Regions from separate parts of the Hordeum vulgare genome. Here all the other regions are linked to region 3. Evidence: chromatin contacts called from public Hi-C data. All regions are on one chromosome and are shown on one strand. Each heading gives the region's core, a stretch centred on a gene start, on an enhancer-like site or on the middle of the called end of the contact. The rest is flanking DNA. Distances are from core to core; before and after follow the strand shown.

The links. A called contact is a pair of places that touch in the nucleus more often than the background predicts.
Region 1: a contact with region 3 is called in a Hi-C map of seedling, with 4 times the contacts expected there. The contact joins the promoter of LOC123444000 here to the promoter of LOC123444002 in region 3. A contact is called at or near these places in 3 of 6 Hi-C or Micro-C datasets (leaf and seedling).
Region 2: a contact with region 3 is called in a Hi-C map of leaf, with 9 times the contacts expected there. The contact joins the promoter of LOC123444003 here to the promoter of LOC123444002 in region 3. A contact is called at or near these places in 4 of 6 Hi-C or Micro-C datasets (leaf and seedling) and 1 of 1 datasets of contacts at active chromatin or transcription factors (embryo).

What each region holds. Positions count from the first base shown.
Region 1 is chr3H:405,266,088-405,270,353 of MorexV3_pseudomolecules_assembly, reverse strand. LOC123444000 (zinc finger CCCH domain-containing protein 13) reads left to right here and starts at 2,820. Exons shown (of 6, transcript XM_045120594.1): 1 at 2,820-3,998. The coding sequence starts at 3,116.
Region 2 is chr3H:405,955,998-405,960,242 of MorexV3_pseudomolecules_assembly, reverse strand. It overlaps LOC123444003 (probable protein phosphatase 2C 8), which reads right to left and starts at 2,304. Exons shown (of 3, transcript XM_045120598.1): 1 at 1,037-2,304. The coding sequence starts at 1,792.
Region 3 is chr3H:405,587,296-405,591,671 of MorexV3_pseudomolecules_assembly, reverse strand. LOC123444002 (long chain acyl-CoA synthetase 4-like) reads right to left here and starts at 1,643. Exons shown (of 19, transcript XM_045120597.1): 1 at 1,403-1,643; 2 at 443-506; 3 at 241-330; 4 at 1-23. The coding sequence starts at 1,554.

The sequences.
Region 1 (4,266 bases), core at 1,571-4,070, 320 kb after region 3:
TTTGGAAGTCTGCCCTCAAGATTTACCACGAGTTTTGGGCGAGGACTGTGTGTCCTTAGCTCAAGGATAATACGGTAGGGACTATGTGTCCTTTGGTTTCAATACCAAGCCGCTCCAGGCCAGACGTACAACTGTCACAACAGTTGGAGCTGGGTCATCAACATCTGTCTTCATCGAGCTACTGATTCTATTTCCTCAACTAGCTTCATTTCCTCAATTGCATGTCGAAGACTTTCATCTATAATGTCTGAAGAATTTGACTGAACACTTTATGTGAATTCCTCACCTCAAATATTCTTCACTTGCTTATCCTGTACCTGTGACCTATGCAAACCGATTCTCTAAAATCACGCTCAGTACTTTGCTGTAGACATTTTAGCACTTCTGACTTAGCATTTTTTCCGCTGCACTCAGTTCATGACTTAGGACTTTTCTCACTAGGAATTTCCTAAGTGATGAAATTGTAAAAATCGCCTATTCACCCCCTCTAGTCGATATAACACACTTTCAGAGACGAAACGACATCATGCGTCGCTTATTTCGTGTGTCGCCCCCGTGCGTTGCACACTCGAGCACTGCGTCGCGCCCTCTTCGACCGCGTCGCTTTCACCCCGCCTGCGCACCCGTCGATGGATTCGCCCGATGCACGACCGCGTCGACACCCCCTCACCCTTCCCTACGTCCGCGACCCCGCCACCGCCTCCACCGCCGTCGCCGCTGACGCAAACCCTAGCGCGGGGAGCTCTGGCTTAGCCTTCATCGATGCTCCTCCAACCATCGGTCTCGCATGCGACCTTTGCATGGCGCCACAGACGACCGCAACGGCGGGTGGCGTCGCGCCGGCGCCCGCCGTGAAACCACGTGCCCCCTTCTTGAAGATCCCAAATGCGGCGGTGGCAAAGAAGGGCAAGGTGTCCGGGGGGAAGAACAAGGCATCAGATGGCTCCTCTAGACGACCGAAGAAGAGACTTGTAGGGAGTGCGAAGGATGCGGCGATCGAAGCACCAACGAGCTCACTTGTTGCGTCGGCGGCCGATGCGCACAAGGTGGTCGATGAAATGCCCCCAAGGTAAAATTTCGTCCACTTTTTTCCGTTGTTGTTTTTTGAATGGATACATATGCATAGCTTATTTGTTTTGTTGTATATACTTTGTAGCTTCAATGATGAGACATATATGTCAACTATGGGTGTTGGCTCCAACAAGTTTCATTGGTCTCAAACCAATGATGACGAGGACATGGCTACCTTGGATACGATCAAAATTATTTCATATTTGCATATTTGTGAGGTGATTTCTTATAATAATTATAAAATAATTTATTTATATTATCCGGAACAAAAATACTTCACCTATTTTTATTCCATGCCTAAATGCAGAACTGTCGAACGCTTGCACGAACCACGTGTGAAGATAAAAGGAAGAGCAAATGATTAAGTGTTGTTCAAGAAGTCCTCTCACACCAAAGGAAATGATTATGTGATGTTTAAGAATTTCTCCCATGTTATTTTTAGCCCAAGAGAAAGATGAATTCCAAGTCTCTTACGTTTTGGACTCAGATTCGGGTTGCACAGACATACCTGCCTCAAAACGTCAACAACTTTTTCATACGGACTCCGAATTGGGTGATTCTTTTTTTGCTTGAAAGTATATTTTATGTACGTTTCGGCCCAATTGGAATCACCTTAAAATTCGTTCGGAACGTGGAGACATTGACGAAATAATCCGACGTTGCATCAAAATTCGAGTCAAACTACAAGTCCAAAAGTGTTGCATCACCTCCACTTGGGCCCATAGACCTTGTACGACCTAGGGTTAGTTTTAGGCTGCCTTGAACGTCCTCCCACCTCCTTGGCCGACACCCCTTGCTCCTATATAAATATGTCAACCTAGTAGTATTTTGGTTGGGATTTGTTTAGTTAAAAATTAGTCATTGCAACTTCGTTTGTGTCCAACAACGAGACTAAGACCGCTTTCGGATCCCCACTCTTATCAATACTTTATATATATTCGCAATATTCAGATTGCTTTTATCATATTCTTACTTGTTCTTCGATTGCTTGCAGGAAGAGACCTTTGTGGTCAGGTTGATCGTGTTCCGGCATGGTCAATAACCTTTTGGAGTTAATTTAGCGATTGCTAAGGTGCAACGTCGTACACGTTTATAGTCGGATCGTCAAAGTCGTCTCCACCAAATCGATAACCACCATCTCATCGAAAGATCGGGACCCTCGCCTCTATCAACTGAGGTGCATTTCGATGATCATGAGTTTGAGGTGGACGAGGATGGTGAGGGTATTGTTGGTGCATCGAAAGAAAGAGCGGGCAGCTACACCATGAACGAAGACGTCTTGCTATGCAATACATGGTTGCAAGTGTCTAGGGATGTCTTCGAACTTTTATGTCATGATGAACTTGGTTGAGTGATTTTAAACTATGCCATGTCTTATTTTGATGTTTGAAATATCACATCTTATAAAAAATAATATATTGCAAGCGCCAGCTGCTCGCGCGCTGTAGTTTAGCGCGCCTGCTGAAACAGCTCACACGCGTTATTTTTTACGGCTGTCGTTGAAGCCAGCGCTCTCCGGCGCATTAAAATCTATCATTTCAACGCTATAAAATATTTTTAACACGCCACAGTTGGACGGGTGTTGAAGATATACTTGAAAAAGGAAAAAGAAGCCCGGCGAGCTACCGAAGGACCCGCGGGCGACGTGCATCGACTCTCGTGTCTAATCCCACCCCGGCGATCCTACGGCCGCACGCAAACGCAAGCAACCCACCAGCCCCCGGGCCAACGAGACGAACGCACCACACCAAACCGCAAACCCCCTCCAAATCCAAAGCCGAACGAAACAAAACTGAACCATTTTCTCCACGCACGAACTCGTCGTCGCCGCCGCCACCACTCCTCCCACCCTGTTTCCCCACCGCACCAAAACCCTAGCCGCCCAGGGGCCAGGGTCCACTCCCTCCCCCCTCCCTTCTCCGCCGCCACGACGGCCGCCTAGATCCCCTGGATCTCGCGCGCCCTAGGGTTCCTGCTTCCCTCGCATCCTCGCCGCCGCACCGAACGCGGTGCGATTCGAGGCGGGTTCCTGGCTGGCCCCACCATGCCCCGGAGCTCGCGCCACAGGTCGCACCGCTCGCACAGGCGGGGCGGCTCGTCGGAGTCCGAGGGCGAGGATGCTGGCGCCCCTGGCCCGCGGGAGGAGACCACGGCCGTGGCTAGGGTTCCGCGAGATCCCGAGCCAGAGAGGCGCAGGTCGTCATCGGCCAAGGAGCTGGTGAGCTCGGGCAACGGCTACTCGGAGCACGGGAAGAAGAGGAAGGATAGGGTCGAGGAGACGGTGGTGGATGTGGTCAGCGACAGGTGGAACAGCGGCGTGTGTGAGGATCACTTGGTCGAGAAGAGGTCTAAGAGTGAGGTGTTTGGGCCCGTCGATGTAGAGAAGCTGGTGGAGAAGCCCAAGGGTTCAGGGGATGAGCCCAAGAGGTCAAGCAGACGGACGGTCGGATCGGATGAGAAGGTTGAGGAGGTTGCGTCGAAGAGTGATTCTGGGAAGCGGCGGTCGGAGAAGGAGAAGGACCCAGGGAGGAGGGAGAGCAGTGGGCAGCATAAGGATGACAGAGATAGGGATAGGGAGAGAGACAGAGAAAAGGAGAGGGAAAGGGAGAAAGAATGGGAGAGACTGAAGGAGAGAGAGAGGGAAAGGGGTCGGGAGAGAGAGAAGGAAAGAGAACGGGAGAAGGAGAAGGAGAGAGAACGGGAGAAGGAGAAGGAGAGGGAGCGGGATAAAGAGCGAGACAGGGAACGAGAGCGGGAGCGTGACAGGGAACGGGAGCGCGAGAGGCAAAAGGATAGGGAGAGGGACAAGAAAGACTATGATTCGAAGCATGAGAAGTATGAAGATGGCAGTGCCAGGAAGAATGGATCGAAGACTAGTAGAGGGGAGGATGATGGTTACTCATACAAGAGGCACATAGAGATCAATGGTAAGGTAACCCTGGGTTGAAGTGTTCCCGACAATGCTGATAATATTCCAGCTACCTGTGTTACTGTTTAGTTATGCATGCTTTAATTTGCGTAACACAGTACTTGTTTTATACTCCGACTTGGACTTGTGCTGCTTTCCTCCACCACCATTTTAATTGTAAAACGAATATTAGTGGTTCCATAAGATGATAAGTGTTGAACTTTACTGTTTCGTATGTACTTGGTTGCAAAGAGTCCATTTTTCAATTAGTCTTTGTATTTTCTTGT
Region 2 (4,245 bases), core at 1,055-3,554, 370 kb before region 3:
GAAATATTGCCAGAAATACAGTGCTAAGCTAGCTCCCTCCTTCCCGGTTTTGCTAATTGATAGTATGAGCTACCGTCCTACTGCAGAAGCAAGACATCATCTGAAGATAGCTAGACACTGAACAGAGGAAGCCATCAGACCGAGCCCCTCTCTCTCACACAATTTTCTTTTTAATTAAGTATGTACTTTTCTAAAGTAGAGCTAACGACCTAAACCATTACTTGCTCCGTTCCAAAATAAGTGTCCGAAGCTTAATACAACTTTGTACTAAAGCTAGTATAAAGTTAAGACACTTATTTTGGGACGGAGGGAGTATAATTTAATTTCCATTCAGGAGTTACTTACCGCACAGTTCTCTCACGCATTTGTTGCTGTGTATACTCCCAACTGAACCATACGGACGTATGGCACAGCATCAAAAGAACAGCCGCCAAACCGACTTTGCGCCAACTAAACTCTGTTCTATCAATGCACATTTTGCAACGAGGCAGAGAAAGTGCCTTATATTAGCCCAAGGGAGAAACCCATAAACGTACGCCTTTCAGTTTTCTAGTGATTATAGTTGTTGCTAGGAGGTCCACAGACCTGAATGTAATTTTTACTTTTGATATTCTTTATACTTACCTTGATAGTTGATGAATAGATGAGAAATTTTCTTAAAAGTTGATGAGTAGATCGGAAGTTTTCTGGAAAAGAAAAAGACCTGGGGTCTGAGAGTTCCGGCGAACTCAATAGGGGGTGACGCAGTACAACCACACGGCCCGCCCCGACCCAACTCCACGACCGCCACGAGCAGACTAATAAACCACCTTCTAATTTGGACTCCAACCCATCATCGCCCATGGAACACACGAAACGTCCCAGTAGTCGACACGCCCGCGCGCAAAGCAGGGGCTGGCGCGGCGCGCGCGACACCTGTAACCCGAGGCCGGAACGGAAGCAGATCTCGCGGAAAAAACGGCGTGAGCCGGCGATTAACCTGACCATGTTAGTTTGGACGGACGGGTGCGTTGCGTTGCGTGGTGGCGTCGTGTACCTTGTGGTCGGAGGAGAGCGGCACGGGGACGCCGCCGCGGGAGAGCACGGCGCGGGAGTCGCCGCAGTTCGCGACGACGATGCGGCGCGGGCCCACCACGGCCACTACGGCGGTGGAGCCCACCGTCTGCTCGCCGGTGTCGGTCCCGTCGTCGACGCCGACCTCGCCGTCCACCCGGGCGAAGCAGGCCGTCATGGCCTCCTTCCACCGCGCGCCGTCTGCCTCGTTGTCCACGGCCCGACCCTGCCCTCCGCCCTCAGGCCGCGGACGACGAAGCCGCACCTCCTCTGCGAGCACCAGGTGCATCCGCGACCGGCACGCCTCCGCCACGCGGGACCCGCCGTGCCCGTCGTACACAGCGAAGAAGCCCTCTTCCCCTGCCCCGTGCTCCACGTCGCCGCTCCCCTCCACCGCCGCCGTATCGGCCAGGAACGGCGCGGCGACGGCCACCGCGTCCTCCATCTCCCGCCGGCGCCCGATCACGGACACCGCCCCGTGCGACACGCACGCCGAGCACCTAGACGCCGCCAAGGGGGGCTCCGGCGCCACCTTCGCGGAGTCAGACGAGTCCGAGGAGCTGTCCGGCGCCGGCCGCACCCGCTTCGCGCCCTCGTCCTCTGCAGCCGCAGACGCAGTACGTCCCAGCCGCCGGACCTCGAGCCGGCGTCGTCGCGCTGTGCGGGCCACGGTCATCAACTTCCTGTCGGCGGCGAGGAGCTCCCGTGCATGATCTCGCTTGCTCGTCTCGCTGCTCATTTCCCTCGCCGGAGAGAACAAAAAGAAACTGGGGGCCAGGGACGGCGAGCCGCCTCTAATACGCGCGGCCACGGGGGGAAAGAGGTTAGACAACGCTCCGTGGCCGTCCGATTGCCCGTAGATGGACTGGATACGTGACAGCGAGGGCGGGAGCCGTATCCGGACGTGGATCTCGCGGGCCTGGACGTGGACGGCGGGGATGAGCCGGCGGCCGGCGCGTGGCGAGCGCGATGAGCGGCTCCGAGTCTCGGGGCACGCGGAAGGGCGTGGTGCGCGCGGCTCATGTGGACCGTGGAGAGAGGCATAGGCTTCTGACGGCGGGGCCAGGCATTCTAGTCGCTCGCGGTGGTTGTGGAGAGGGTGCAGGGAACGATCTAACTCTTGGCCCTTTTAGGTAACGCGTGGGACCTGAATAGAAAGGACGAGGGGTTACGTGGAGGGAAGAGGAAAGACGCCTGTGGGGCATGTAGTGCAATTTTGACTGATAGGGCAGAATTGGTAGATGCACACGAGCTGTCACCAAGGTTCAGTTTTCAGTTCCCGTGGGGCATTGAGATTTTCGGTTCCCGTGGAGTGAACGAAATTTTCCAATGAATTTTAAATTTGGATAAAATTCATCAAAATTTCAGTTTTCAGTTGAATTCACATTTTTGGGATATTTTGCTTGGTAAGGTGATTTCTGGTGGGGCAATAAAATCTGCGATTAACGTCGCGTAAGCAAATTTCTCAAGCGGTAACCAAAGCCAGGTTGTCATTGCTCACTGAAGGTCTCTTTGATTCAAATGATAATTTGCAATGGAATTTTTGAAAATTCTGATTGTTAGAAAAAAAAATTCCTACACACCATGCTGGACTCGTAGAAATGTAATCCAAGATCCATTTGAACTATATTCTAGATACATTTTCATCCAATTCAATCTTATGTCAAGATTTATATGGCTTTTTATGTGCTCAATCAAACATTAGTGCAATCATGTATACGACTATGGCATGACACCCCTGTCTATGTATTTTTTTTCTATTACCGTGTTTTGGAAATCCCACGAATCAAAGAAGACCTCGGTAACTTTCGATGGGCATTCGCAACGCATTGTCTTCAAAATTGGTACTCCTTTCATACGGTTTGTAATGCATTGTCTTTAAATTTGGTAATCCCTTTGCTCGGTTCTATTAGTCCCCTGGTATTTGAGTCAATTTTTATCATAAGCTTGGTTATTAAAATGTAAATTATGTGTAGTAAAAAATTCAAAAACAAATACAATAATAATTTTAATATTGCTAGCCAACCCATGGTTAAATTTTGTGCAAAATACAAGATGGATTGATAAAATCGAACTTAGAAACTAATAATAGCACTAGTAATAAATTTGCAATGGGTATCAAACATTCTAGTACTAGTAGCCATTTATAAACTCGCACACACGAAGTATGTGGCATTAGTGATAAGTTAAAATCACTTTTTTCGCAAAAATTACATCCACACCATCTAACATGGGACTATGAACAAAAAAGGGAATCGAAGATGTGCGTTCGATCATCGCCCTTCCTTAAAAGGAGCTACCCAAACCTTATTACCGTAGGTAGTTAAAAAATCATCGTCTTGAGGGCAACGGCAACTCGTAAATTTCTTCCCGCATCCGTCCGCGGATAGATAAGGACTATTCCGAGAACACAAATACGGGATGACGCCATTCAACCATGGTCGCATATATTTTGACAACAGCTCAAACCAACCAGACAAAATTCATGCAAATGCACGCGAATTTCATACAAAGACGACGAATTTCGTTACATTTTTAACATTTTTAACTAAAGAAGTAAAAATATGTGCGATCTCCACTTTCACGATCCCTATACTAGTCTACGGTCGGCCACGGCAGATTTCTTTTGTCTTCCACATGTCCGGTAGCCCGCTCACTGGACTGTCAGGAGCCCGGAGGCATATGCTTCAGCGTAAAGGACGCCTCACTTCCCCACCCCCCGTTGGAGCAAAAAAACGGGGCAGCCTTTAGCGGGAGGGGAAGCGAGCACCTCCGCCTCTGTGCAATTCATGCGGGATCGACAAAGGTCTTCACAAGAGAAGAATCACGCAAGACCCTGATTGTGTACATCAGCATCGCTCCGGCTGTGGCCTTCATGGGATCAAAGCGGCATCAACCTCCCGTGTTCTACTTTTCCTCGATGATGGCGGCGTACGCGGAGGCGCTGGCCACTGGCTCGTCGCTCTCCACGTACCTGGCTTCTGCCTTTGCCTACATGGCGTGACCACGGGCAGGGGGCGGTCGCGGGCACAAAAGGCGCGGTCGTAGACACAGGTGGGGTGGTCCCCGTTGTTCTCTCGCCCGTGCTGGCGTGAAGCAACTCGTCACTCCTCATCGAGCTGGCCTGAAGCAGTGAGTTGTTGAACCACGTGCTAGCTTGGGACGGCAACTGGCTCCGCCGGGCTAGGCGAG
Region 3 (4,376 bases), core at 394-2,893:
CCATATATACCGCAACGACTGCCCTGCAAAATTATCCAGTTTAAACTTTTGTAATCAGCATGAAATAACCTTAATCATGAAACATCAAAGTGACTCCCCTGAGCTAATAAAAAGTTCACATAATGTTTAATTCATGTGTTCATTCAAGATGAGAAAACATATAACCTCACTGGAAACTATTGTAAGTAAATTAGCATTAGAGTTAATAGAATAGCAAATATATGAGAAACGAGAGCAAACCTTGGTGAGTCCACAGCTCCTAATAGAGTTACCGATTTTATTTGCAATGCCAAACACCTCCTTATATGTCCTCCAGACGTATGCACCAGCCTATTTGTTTATATCACACAAAATAATACTTTAGCAAGAATTCTACTGTTTTTATATTCCAGGGGGGGTATAAGTTGTAATCGACCAACTGAAATAATCGACCAAATGGTACCTTCCCATCAACAATCTCACGGTGACCAAGCATTCTGTTGTTTGGATACTTCTCCACTGCCATTCTGTGTATGAGCACACATCATTGACACTCAAAACTAAATAAGCTCAGTAGGACAAAAGGTCGCCAGATTTAAGAGTTTTAGTAGCAAGTCAACAGTGAAAATGCAACGAACCAACTTGCTCGGTTAATTTCGTTAACTAACCCGGAACAAACCAGACACTATTGACCAATATGACATCAGCGTTCCCACCCACACAAGACTATGGAGAAACTGAACTCAATTTGATGACAGGTTTGCATGGTCAGCGATTTGATTTTTTTCACAGCTGATTAACAGTTTTAGTGGGCCATGAAGGAGCAGGAAATAGTACTGCTGAGTTCGAACTAGTAATCTTAACTTTATTCCTCTGCTTTGAAGAACATTATCACTCCATAGAAAAAGCGTACTGATCCAGAATTCAAGGGAATTTAAAGAGAGAGTCTATACAACTGCCCAACTAACTAACAGAGTAACTAAACTGGATTTCGGAGCCGAAATGCAAAGAGAAAAAAATCAGATAAATGCAGAGTTGGGCTATTCTGTCGAGGGCGTGGGGGACAGATCCCGAGGGCTAGCATACGCAAGCAAACTGACATAAATGCCATAAAGAATAGGGTTCATGCAAGTAGTTGGACGGGAGGCATACGAGAATCAGGCATATCAAATCCCGGTTTCGTGTACTACAGGAGTACTAGCAAGGACAGCGACAAATAACCGCAAACAAATAAATGGAGGAAAAGATCCTCCGCATGCCACCCACTACGCGTGAACAGAACCACCGGATTCAATCCTTTGACTGACGCCGCCGAAAAGAGAAATAATCCAGGAGCCGTCCGGGCTCCCCCACCGCTCATCAACGGAGCAAATGATGAAGCAAGCAGGGGGGGAGCCCGGAGGAGCAAGGAGGGAGAGCTCACCGGAAGATGTCGTAGCAGCTGTCCAGGCCGGGGACGGGCGCCGGGAAGCCGTCGCGGGCGAAGGCGCTCCGGTAGGCGGGCCCCACCGAGGGCCGGCCGTCGGCGGCCGGGCGGCCCTCCTCTACCTTCACCACGTGCTGCATCTCCGCCATCCCTCCTGCTTGCTCCGGTAGCGGCGCGCTCCAAGCCTTGCCTTGCCTTGCCTTGCCTGCCTTGCTAGTTGCTACGCTTCGGAATGGACCGAAATGGCAAGAGGCGTGGAGACGGGGGCCTAAATACAACACTCCTTGACAGAAATATTGGTGTGTGTTTTTTTTCTTTTTTGAGAACAAATATTGGTGGGTGGGTGCAGCGGAGAGCGGTGGGGGCAGCTGGCATGGACAGTGGGAGGACGGGCCGGGCCGCTGGTTGGTGGGGCAGGTGACCGGTGCGCGGAACGGCCGACCTTCTCCTTGTCGAGACTCCTCGGGCGGTCGCTCATCCACACGTATCTACTTACATGGACCTGGCATTTTTGCGAACAGGGATATTGGTGGCATCAGCTTTCAGCTCTCCAAGATTTATTTTATTTTTGAGGAAAGCTCTCCAATTTTCTTTTGTTTCTGGACAAAACGGTTGACGCGATTTCCAGATGATTGCACCTGGTCTTAAATGACAGTGAATGCCCAAAAAAGGTATGCGCTGCATATTGAAGCGATCCTGTTGGATTTTTGACTTAATTTAAACTGTGTGGATGGCTTGGCTTGATTTTGATTTAAACCGCTATGCATTCATTACGGTGGCTGTGTGGCCCTGTCAGGTAGGAGTTGCGTGTCAACGTGATATTATTATTACTGGAAGTAGTACTAATTTAAAACGTGGATTTCATCAAGTATCACGTGGACGGTTATTTGTCGCTGACGATAAACAGTGTAATAAGACTGCAAAAAAAAAAGGTGCCATATCTTAGGGGACTTCTAGATTACTTGTTAATCCGGTCATGCTTGAAGAAAAAAACTCAGAAGATATGGAAAGTGCTTGCAGGTGTTCAGAATCTCTTTCATTGAGTAAGTTTGTTGGTGTAAGGGCATCTCCAACAATCTATACCTACTAATAAAGAAAATAGATATTCTTAGTCTGTCATGCTATTTTATAAAAAATCCCCTGATGCTTTTAACATTAAACCCGTAGTATATATTAAATGTTTTTTTAAAATACTCATATCTTCTAAACCGTAATTCAAATTCAACATATTATATATGAAATTTTATTAGAAAAATATGTAGAATTTAAATATGATGTTATTTTACTGTTAAACATTTAATAAAAATACTGTCTAGGATGCAACCTTAATAAATAAGTCATTGTTAGTCTTTCTTTCATATCGTTACTTATTCGGATTGGGGATGAACACGTTAATAAAATCAGGATTGGAGATGAAACTGAAGGTCACTTGTCTGATTCTTTGTACGTATTAAATCTACATGCAAGCCGTGTTAAAATAGAAGACCTGTGAAATTTTGAACTGCATTTTTATAGGATAAGATCATCTTTGTTTGTGTCGTAACTACAAATTCTTAGATTATAGACTATTTTTTATAAATTAAGAGTGTGTGGTATTTCTTTCTCCCATTGCAACGCACAGACCCTTTTGCTAGTGATTTGTAAAAAAAATCATATCATTCTCGGACGGGGGGTCAGTCCACGAAGGCGGATGCGTAAGTCCGTCATCCAACAATAACCGTAAATATTTGTGTTTGATAAATTTTAATTGCCAAATAACTATGTGGTTCCCTTAAAAAATGTGACTAGTAGCATTTTATTTGGCTTATTAATCTATGTGCTAGGGTAGTTTGCGCCAAAGCTAGCATTCTTAGCAAGAAGTAATAGAGAATCTTAATACAAAACTACACACCTTACCAAATGCTAATCGTATGACAAAAGTTAATCTTCCATCAAATGCCCCAATACTTAACCAAATGATGAAAAAGGTACATTCAGACCGCTCGGCGAATCGATATATGTCCGTATTGGATGGTAAACTGTGTCCAGACAGCATGGTCCGGACGGATAGAGGGGGTTTGAGGATCCGCCTTGAAGATGCCCTAAAGGATCTACTCCTTCCGGTCTTATGTATTGAGCTTGTTAGAGCAAATATAATAGAGATGAGTCAGCGGGCTATAAGAAATAAACTAATATATTTTTTCTTAATTGGAGAAAAGAGAAGAGGAGAGATAAAGTAAGCGGATTCTTAGTTAAGAGTGAGCTCTAGCACGTGCTCGGGCTATATAATAAAAAAATAATGCACTCTTCTAATCAACTATTGTACATGTTGGCTATAAGATAAGTTATAGATGACATGACAATGGCTTATAGCCAACAGGTAGCTATACTATTAACATGCTCTTAGAAAGAGCTCTGCGTCCAAGGCGTGAGGTGACTTTTATCTTGCAATGGGAAGAGGTTCTTTGTGATGGGTTCGATCTTGCGGTGCTCAATCTCAGTGACAGAAAGAGACATGACACGGATGTATCATTGCTATCAAGGATAAAACGATGGGGTCTATTCCTACATGAATAGATCTTGTCTACACAATGTCATCGTTCTTAAGGCATTACTCCGTTTCTCCATGAACTCAATACACTAGATGCATGCTGGATAGCAGTCGATGCGTGGAGTAATAGAAGTGGATGCAGGCAGAAGTCAGTCTACTTATCTTGGACGTGATGCCTATATACATGATCATTGTCTTGAATATCGTCATAATTATTTGCTCTTCTATCAATTGCCCAATAGTAATTTGTCTACCCACCGTTTGGTATTTCTCGAGAGAAGCCATTAGTGAAACCTACAACCCCCGGGTCTACTTCACATCATCTATTTATAATCTCTACTTTGCTATTTGTGTTCTACTTTATTTGCTCTTTTATTTTCAGATCTGTATTATCGAAAAACCCAAAAATACCTTGTTGTGTTCTATTTGCTATCACTCATA